3 separate regions of the Zea mays genome follow, and all the other regions are linked to region 2. Evidence: chromatin contacts called from public Hi-C data. All regions are on one chromosome and are shown on one strand. Each heading gives the region's core, a stretch centred on a gene start, on an enhancer-like site or on the middle of the called end of the contact. The rest is flanking DNA. Distances are from core to core; before and after follow the strand shown.

Region 1 (2,700 bases), core at 197-2,696, 220 kb before region 2:
AGAAATGAACTCAAGTTTGATCTTTGTGACCACTTGAGTGAGGAAACGATTGAAAGTGACTTGGTCCTTAGTGGACTCCACAATAGAGACATATGTTTCTTTGTAAAACTCAACTTCACTAAAACAAATCGTTGTGTCTCTTTGTGATTTTATTCTTTGATTTGCTTTGCCCTTTCCTCTCTAAGTTCTACTTGCACTAATCTTCGTTTACATCCTACATTGTCACTAAAGTTCATCCCGCACTTATATTTGTTAGCAACATATCACAAGTATTGAAATTATACTTACTCCTATCTAATCCCCCGTGTTCTAACATTTAAAGTTATAATTCTCGGATTATATTTTGTTGTTTGAGTTAAAATTTTAGGTTTCACCTATTCACCCCCTGTAGGAGACTTTCAATTAGTATCAGTGCCTGACACTTTATTTTGGGTATAACAACCTGAAGTGGTGTCAAGGGAACAATCCGAGAAGAATAAGACGGTCCTGACGGAGGATGACAAGGAGAAGGACGAAGAGTCCGTCCACTCAGGCTCAAAGAAGTCGCAAAAGACAAAGAGTTCAAGAGAGCCCAAGAAGAAGATTATGATCTCCAATAATGACGACACCTTCACGTCAAGCTCAAGTAGCAAGGAGGAAATCGTTTACACCATGTGACAACATAAATAGAAATTGGTTAAATCTAATATTATCGCATGTCGTTCAATTACAATTGCATTCCTTCAAATACTGCTACCCCTTGACCTAAACAATAAAACAAAAACACAAAGAAAAGATCTATTTTACGAATTATTGAATCCAACTACAAATACCTAATAAATACTACAATATACGATGTCATACTAATTCTATCAGTAAGACAAACTAAGAAATTAAATAAACATTAATAATTAATTTAGAAAAAAAATATATCTGAATTATAATAATATCAACTAAAAAAATTGGTAGACTTTAACATAATCAATATTACGACAAGCAAAAAATCGAGCAAAGCTTTGTCGCTTCAGAGCTCCCTAACCCCCACAACCCTCGCAAAATTTTCTCTAGATTCTGAAGGATCCAAATAACACAAATGAGAGAGGGGAGAGTTTATATAAATGGGGGACCTACCGCCACCCATCGAGTGGCGGTCTCTCTGCCACTCGCCCATGAAGTAGCTAGCTCTCTACCGCTTGGACACTGAGCGACAGATCGTCTGGCGCTATCTTTCCAAGCGACATTAACATGCTTTTGGAAACAAAAATAAATAATTTACAAAATGGTTCTTGCCTCTCTCTCCCATGAGACGGCCGTCGAAAGCCGTAATTTATAGAAGTCGAGATATAGAATTGAAACTTCATTGATTTTAGAATACAAAAATAAAAAAAATACAACAACAGGGTGATGTGCCTCGACAAGAACTAGTCTATGGGCCCAATGAATCTCCGGGACCCTAGCTCCTTTAAGGCCTCATTTGTTTCTGTCTATTCTGCCCGTTAGGAGTGGGTAGAAAACCCGATATCCATTACCAAACCTGAACTTGTACCAGATCTATCTGAACCTGATTTACTTGAACAACCCGAAATTATTATATATTATTTGTGCTATTGATGTTGTAACCTGAAATATAGCTCGGGAACGCCTTTGTCGCGCACTCCGGCCATAGGAAGTCGGCGTAATGGTACTGGTAGTACATGGGTCATGGCGTCTGCAGCTTGGTGCAGGCTAGGGCTCGCCCACACGCTGCCCAACACGGTGTCCACCTTGAACACGGTCAGCCGACAACTCAGCTCTAGCAGGCGCTTGCCCGCCGCCGGTCCCCGCTCACGCCGCCCCACGATGACCACCCACTTCTTCTCTATGCCAGCTAAGCTAGCTAGTGTGCCCCTATCCCTTGAATTAACGACACCCGTTGTAGTGTAGTGATCGAATAAATTGGAATTACCCGAACCACCTGATTTTTTAGGTACCTGAAATTTTAGGTACCCGTTTATTTCTGTACACTTCGGATACCGATTTCTAAAACCTAAAATGTAAAAAACACGAATTATCAGACCTAAAATTTTCGAGTAACCCGAATTCGCACCTCTAGTTCCAGGCCTCTTTTCTGGTGAAAAAAAATCATCCAGTTTGAAATCTGGCCATGTCTCCTCTCCCTTAGAGCTTGTTTGGTTAGCTCTCAATCTATATGGAATGGGTGGTATTAAATCCCAAGCAAGTTAAAGTTTTTCTAAATTTTTTCAAATCACATCAATCTATGTATAATAGGAATAACGGAACAACCCGAATTAAAAACCAAAGCGGTCTTGTTCAAAGTTTCTCATTCCTCCGCCAAATAGGAATCCTAGTCCCTTATAATCCGAATCAAATACTGGGCTGGATTGAGTGGTCCATATTTCCTTGCCTGGAACAATTTCCGGCCTGGAAGCCTTCCTAGGCCGAACGGGGCCTAATTCGTTTTTTTCCTGGCCCGTAGTATTCCGTATATGAGTAGTTTGTTTTGCTCCCATACGGCCTCGGAATGGTGATGATCGCGGCCTCAAAATGTGTAACCTGGACAGCTGTATCACCCGTGACGCAATCATTGTGTATGATGTATGATCACGTAACTTCAAATTTGCAGTCGGTTTTGGTTGCACGTTATATGTTGTGCTCTAAGCCTTTTCAATTTCTTTCCTGACATTAATCTTCATTGCAGATTAGTATGTTACCTACACTTAG
Region 2 (2,700 bases), core at 53-2,552:
CAAAAACCAAAACTCTGGTTACAAATCCAACCAACACCTTTACTTGAACATTGTGTATCGATGATCATAATATCGCTGAAGAGGAGCTAAATGCTCAGCAGGCTACACATTACAACTCCTTAAATTTATTGCGGTAGTGCATTTACATTATCAACTGTGACTGGTGCCTGGCTTCTAAAAGATTCTAATCTTATGGCAAAAGCTGGACAGCTGCAATTTTAGGGATTTTTTCACGGAGCTTCTGAGTCAATGCTACTCGGACAGTCATCACACCAGCAGCTGGGCCTGTAAGCCTAACCTTGACAATAGGCTCCTCGATTGTGACAAACTCGAGCTCGCCACCTCCTGTGCCAGCAAGGTATGGCCTAATCTCGTCAAGTACCTGATACAGGAGAAAACATGTTCAGTTTCTCAATGCTCTTAAAAAATACTGATCCATGAGAAAAATAGAAATTATAAATCTTTGAGGCTAGTTTTCAAAGTAAGCGTTAAGGGCAAGATAGATTTGCTTGTTGGTCACCATATCTTCTTTATTGCTTTGATCTTACAGATACGAAGTGAACTTGGAAAATCACAAAAACTAGGCATTGATGGTCACCATATCAGCACTCAGCAGACAGAATTTCCTATTAATGATAGCATGATTAACATCACTTCCTGTATCACTCGAAAAGGGTGCACGGTGTACCGCTGTAGCACAGGTGATAGCTGAAAGGATGTTACTTCACGTACTGAAGATAAGGATGCAAAATCTAAATTGTTTGCCATAACATAAATATGTCCAAAGGCAGGGGCACAGAAGCTAGTTGTTATGATATAAAAGACAAGTTCGTTCATACAATGGAAATCAACTAAAGAACCCGAGGTTCCAAAAAACAAACAACCAGAAAAACAACACTGCATGAGTGCAACTACACTGAAAAGTCCTGACCTGCTCCTACCAACCAAATAAATGAAGTAAAGCATTCTACCATTGCAATAGAACTCTCCACAATATATATAATAGGTAAAGATGAATAATTTAAGCCTAGCAAACTGGCATAGGAGATGGATCTTAAATGTAAAAATAACTGATAATAACATCATTATGCAGTCAAGACATTGTAGAAATAAATAAGCACAACTCATCAGAAAACTAGGAATTTTATTTACAAAGTATACTACATATTTCAGAAGAATTTGATTTTGTTCAAGGAAAATTCATTCCATTTAATCAAAATCCAACAAAATAAGTCCTGGTTTACTTCAGTAATCCATAAGAATCAAGTGACTTTTACCAATAGAATATTTGGCCAACAATAGAACATTTACCTTTTCAATGTTCTCTTGGTTCAACTCAAGGCCAGTTTCCTCATCAGCAATGGGCTCAACTGCAACAATCTCTGGTATTTTCTCCATCAAGCGCCGTTCAATACCCATCTTCATCGTTGTTACTGAAGCCGGGCATGAACCACATGCTCCTTGCAGCTTTAACCTTACCACGTTCCCATCAATCTCATGCAACGCAACATTGCCTCCGTCTGCCATAAGATACGGCCTTACTTCATCCAACACCATCTCAACATTTTCAGCAGTCAATGGAAGCTCGATCGCAGGGTCTGGATTGGCAACAGCTTGAACCACTGCTAGAGCAGGACACAGTTATAGTTGCAGTTACTCAAACAGTTACATCTTAATAAATTAAGACAGAAAATACAAGCAAACAGTATGAATTGTGGAATGCCCTGATACCTAAACTCAATCACTGCAGGAGATGCTCCAGATTGTACCAAAACAGTTAACTTTCTACTCTTATATGCTTAGATAATAATCATAACACAGCACGAACAATAGGAAACTACGCTCCCAAGACAGAAGGTATCATATATAGGTGCAAGGCATACTCTAGCTTTTGTTTGCACACCATTGATATTTTGCAACTACATATTAGCAGATTCATCATCTTGGAATGTTATCCTTAGAAATGAACCTAAGCAAACAATCACTATGTGGCAATAGATAGCTGGTCTTCAATCCTAACACCTGAACGTGGGATTTGTAATAACACAGTTTTTCTTTCCTTTTAGCAGATGTTGCCACAGTATGATTACAGGATTAAACCATCAACGTTCCACAATATGCGGCAAGATAATTCTTCCTCTACAAAATACCCCAGCAATCCTTGAGGCAGCTCCATATAACACCAATCCAATCCATAAAGCAAGGTAAGCTTGAAAGAGTTTTCTACCGAGCCATAAAATACCTAAACAAAAGATGGAGAGAAAAAGAACCAGGGCTAACAAAGAACTGACCTTGTCGCAGCCGTCGACAGCCCAGGGGCGCGGAGGACGCAACAAGCCTGGGCGCGGAACAAGCCCGCACGGCCGTCGACGCAACCCCCACCTGTGCACCGAATCGAGAACCAATCAGCCGGACCGAGCCAGGCGAGAAAAGGCCCCTCGAGAAAAGCCACAGGGGGTAACGGAACCCTTACCCTGAAGGTGGACGGCGAGGACGATGACGAGGTGGACGCCGATGGGCCAGGCGCCCATGCCACAGCCGCCGCCGCCGTCGTCTGCATCGCTGGAGAAGAGAAGCGCGGTGTGAATTGTTGCCCGCGGTTCTTGGTGGAATCGTTCCGTCAAGATTCGGTGTGGGTGGAATCGTGGAGCTCGTCTTTGTGGCTGGAGGTAGGAATAGGACAGCTGGACAGGTGATTGG
Region 3 (2,700 bases), core at 64-2,563, 130 kb before region 2:
TATACAAAACAATGTTTTGCACGATAATATCCACAATCTGCTGGAAACAGTCTAATCCGAAGAACAAAGTAGACATATATATTAGAATTTGTCCTTCCGAATGACGATCAATGAGCACTGACGAAAGTAAATTCCAGCACAAACATATTCATCAAGCATGTGTCATAAAACTGAACTATTATGATATTCAGGGAAAACACTGAACTATTCAAGAACGGATACAACTAGTCAACTGCTAGTACTACGAATGAGTTGAAATTAACTAGACTGTGAGGCTGTTGGTTTGCTCTCACGACGAAACTATGTGAGTTTTTTACTGCCCTAAAAGGAAGATATATCTAAGAATAAGGCCCCAAAACTGAAAACTAAAGGCCTATTTGGCACAGCTCCGGATAATCTAAAAATAACTCCAGGTTTGGTTTATTTTCAAGAGTAGATTTTTTTATAGGAGTTAGTATTTTTTTAACAAATCATTTGGCTTTAGCTTCTCTTGATGCGAGAAAAGGGCAAGATACAGAGTAGGGGAGGAGCCGCTAAGAGTCATTTTTTTTGGCTTCAGCTCCTCAGTACTCTTTGTTAAGAGCTCTTCTTTAGACTGCTTGAAAGGAACCGATTTGGGAGCTCCCAAATAGGGCCTAATTTCTACTTGACATGCTGTTTTCTAGTCTTTCGTCGCCCTTCACGGCCGCCAACAGTTTTATTGAAGTCTAGTGTTTTTTTATGAAGTCAACAGTTTTTATGACACTATTCAGGAACGGATACAACTAGCCAACGGTTTTTATGAAGTCTTGTGTCATAAAATCAATATAGTGTTACAACTCTTTGCAGGCTTGAAGACGACTGGGGGAATGAAAGTTAGGCCAGAGAGAAACCATTCATGGCTGTTGTGTGCTTCAGTCAAAGAAAAGAGGAGAAAAAATTAAGCCATGGACGGGCGACCTGTGACGATGGCAGTGATGTTGCTTGCGTCGACGCCGGCGGTGACCTCCTCGGCGGTGGACGCGGAGCCGAAGCCCGACGGCCCACGTCGCCCCCACGGCCAACCCCAGAGCCCCATCCCTGACGACACTACTTCCCTCGCATGCCAGCAGAAATCTGCCACCGCCTGCTCAAACATCGCATATGTCCATCGCCGCGTGACCTGCGTGCAGCGCCTCCCCTCTTGCTGGTTGGACTTGGATACTCGTAGGGGTAGGGATAGGGATGGATAGGAGGGGCTTCTTTTTTTTTTGGAAAAGACCTAGAGGTGACTGGTGAGCCGTGAGCCGTGAGCCTCGTGTCGCCTGTCGGCGACGTCGACGGATGTTCTGCCGCATCTGAGCCTGGCTTGTCCTCGACGGATGTTCTGCCGCATCTGAGCCTGGCTTGTCCCCACCGGTTAAGCCTATGCTAACCCATACCACACACACGCCGGGTTAGGTTGACGCTGAGGGTCTCTTGGGAGTGAAGTATTTTTACAATTTCTATGGTTTTAGTTAATACAACAGTATTTTATGATATGAGGTGTTTGGTTGTATTTCTGAAAATTATGTTTTCAAATCAATGTTATTCTATATACTATAGTATTTTTAGACTATTGAAAACTCTACTCCAACCTAAAGTTTTCATGACATACCTAGTTTTTGTCTAGTATCATGGTTTACAATATTGTATCCAAACATTGTTTCCCAAAACCATAGTATTTTTGGAACAGTCAAAACTACGGTATTGTCATGATAATTGCAAAGTCTAGTATTGTAAAACCATAGTTTTAAGAAACATCGTTGCCAAACAGGCACCCTCTCGGTCTGCATTTCATTTTGGCACGTTGCTGGTGCCGGCCTACATTGCTTACGGCGCGGACGTGTGCGGATGGAATCATCGGATGCAGATAGATGATCAGACTGACTACAACCCCTAAGACTGTCTCAACGATTTCATACTTCCGTGCCACATCCGCAATATTTTTCCCACTATATTACCTCTCTCCACAACAGTTTTCTCTATATTTTTCCTATACCCCAATCGATGTGGCACACACATCTCATCAAACACCTTGGAGGCGAGGAAGAAGGCCTTCAGCACATCGCGAAGGTGGTTGGTGATGGAGCGGGTGACCTCGATGATGGACGTCTCCTGGAACGTGTCTGTGCCAATGAAGTGCGGGGGCTCCCTGGTCTGCTTGCCTAGGGTCGGCCGCCCTGCCTAGACGTTAATGATCTAAGGCTCCGAGCGAACGGATCCTCGCAATCACTACACCACTGCTACATTAGTTATCCCTCGCAACACACGAGTGACCTCGCCACGAAGTCTTATCCCTAGAAGCGCAATCAAGAACACAAGCAAGAACAGAAAGAACACAATCAAAACTGCATTGATCACGAAGTGGGGTCTCACAAACTTATGAAGGTGATAATGTTCGATGACAGATATGATCTAAGCAAAATCCAAACCCTGATGTGGCAGCAGCTGCTGTTAAAATAGAGGTTAGGGGCATGCACAACCCCTGGAGGTACCCCTAATGGGCTCCAACACAATACACGGCCCACGACCCAACAGACGGTGTCGCAGCACCAAAATAGAATATGAGCGCTGACTTGTTTCGATGATTGTCATTGACTCTAGATGAACTTTAAGGTGGGACCAGTTGGATTGGTTATATATTATTCTCATCTTTCCAACCATATCAAGTCCGTCGTAGTCGGAGTTCGGATGCGTCCT

What was found. A called contact is a pair of places that touch in the nucleus more often than the background predicts.
Region 1: a contact with region 2 is called in a Hi-C map of ear, with 2.0 times the contacts expected there. The contact joins the enhancer-like site here to the promoter of LOC103654573 in region 2. A contact is called at or near these places in 2 of 25 Hi-C or Micro-C datasets (ear and tassel).
Region 3: a contact with region 2 is called in a Hi-C map of leaf, with 3 times the contacts expected there. The contact joins the promoter of LOC100282710 here to the promoter of LOC103654573 in region 2. A contact is called at or near these places in 6 of 25 Hi-C or Micro-C datasets (ear, leaf and tassel).

Annotation. Positions count from the first base shown.
Region 1 is chr4:213,833,372-213,836,071 of Zm-B73-REFERENCE-NAM-5.0, reverse strand. No RefSeq gene overlaps it. Among protein-coding and RNA genes, the nearest start is that of LOC100192463, 37 kb to the right of the region's middle. Within about 2 kb of position 1,446, at least 18 of the 20 cell types and tissues checked have an H3K27ac peak or open chromatin away from gene starts, as enhancers often do. A contact at or near this core is called in ear and tassel, where this site is marked.
Region 2 is chr4:213,609,361-213,612,060 of Zm-B73-REFERENCE-NAM-5.0, reverse strand. LOC103654573 reads right to left here and starts at 1,302. Exons shown (of 1, transcript XM_008681418.2): 1 at 389-1,302. The coding sequence starts at 1,128. The coding sequence ends at 610. It overlaps LOC100282521 (NFU3), which reads right to left. Exons shown (of 4, transcript NM_001155429.2): 1 at 2,474-2,700; 2 at 2,292-2,382; 3 at 1,312-1,622; 4 at 1-382. The coding sequence starts at 2,560. The coding sequence ends at 191.
Region 3 is chr4:213,738,464-213,741,163 of Zm-B73-REFERENCE-NAM-5.0, reverse strand. LOC100282710 (retinol dehydrogenase 12) reads right to left here and starts at 1,313. Exons shown (of 8, transcript NM_001155617.2): 1 at 940-1,313. The coding sequence starts at 1,117.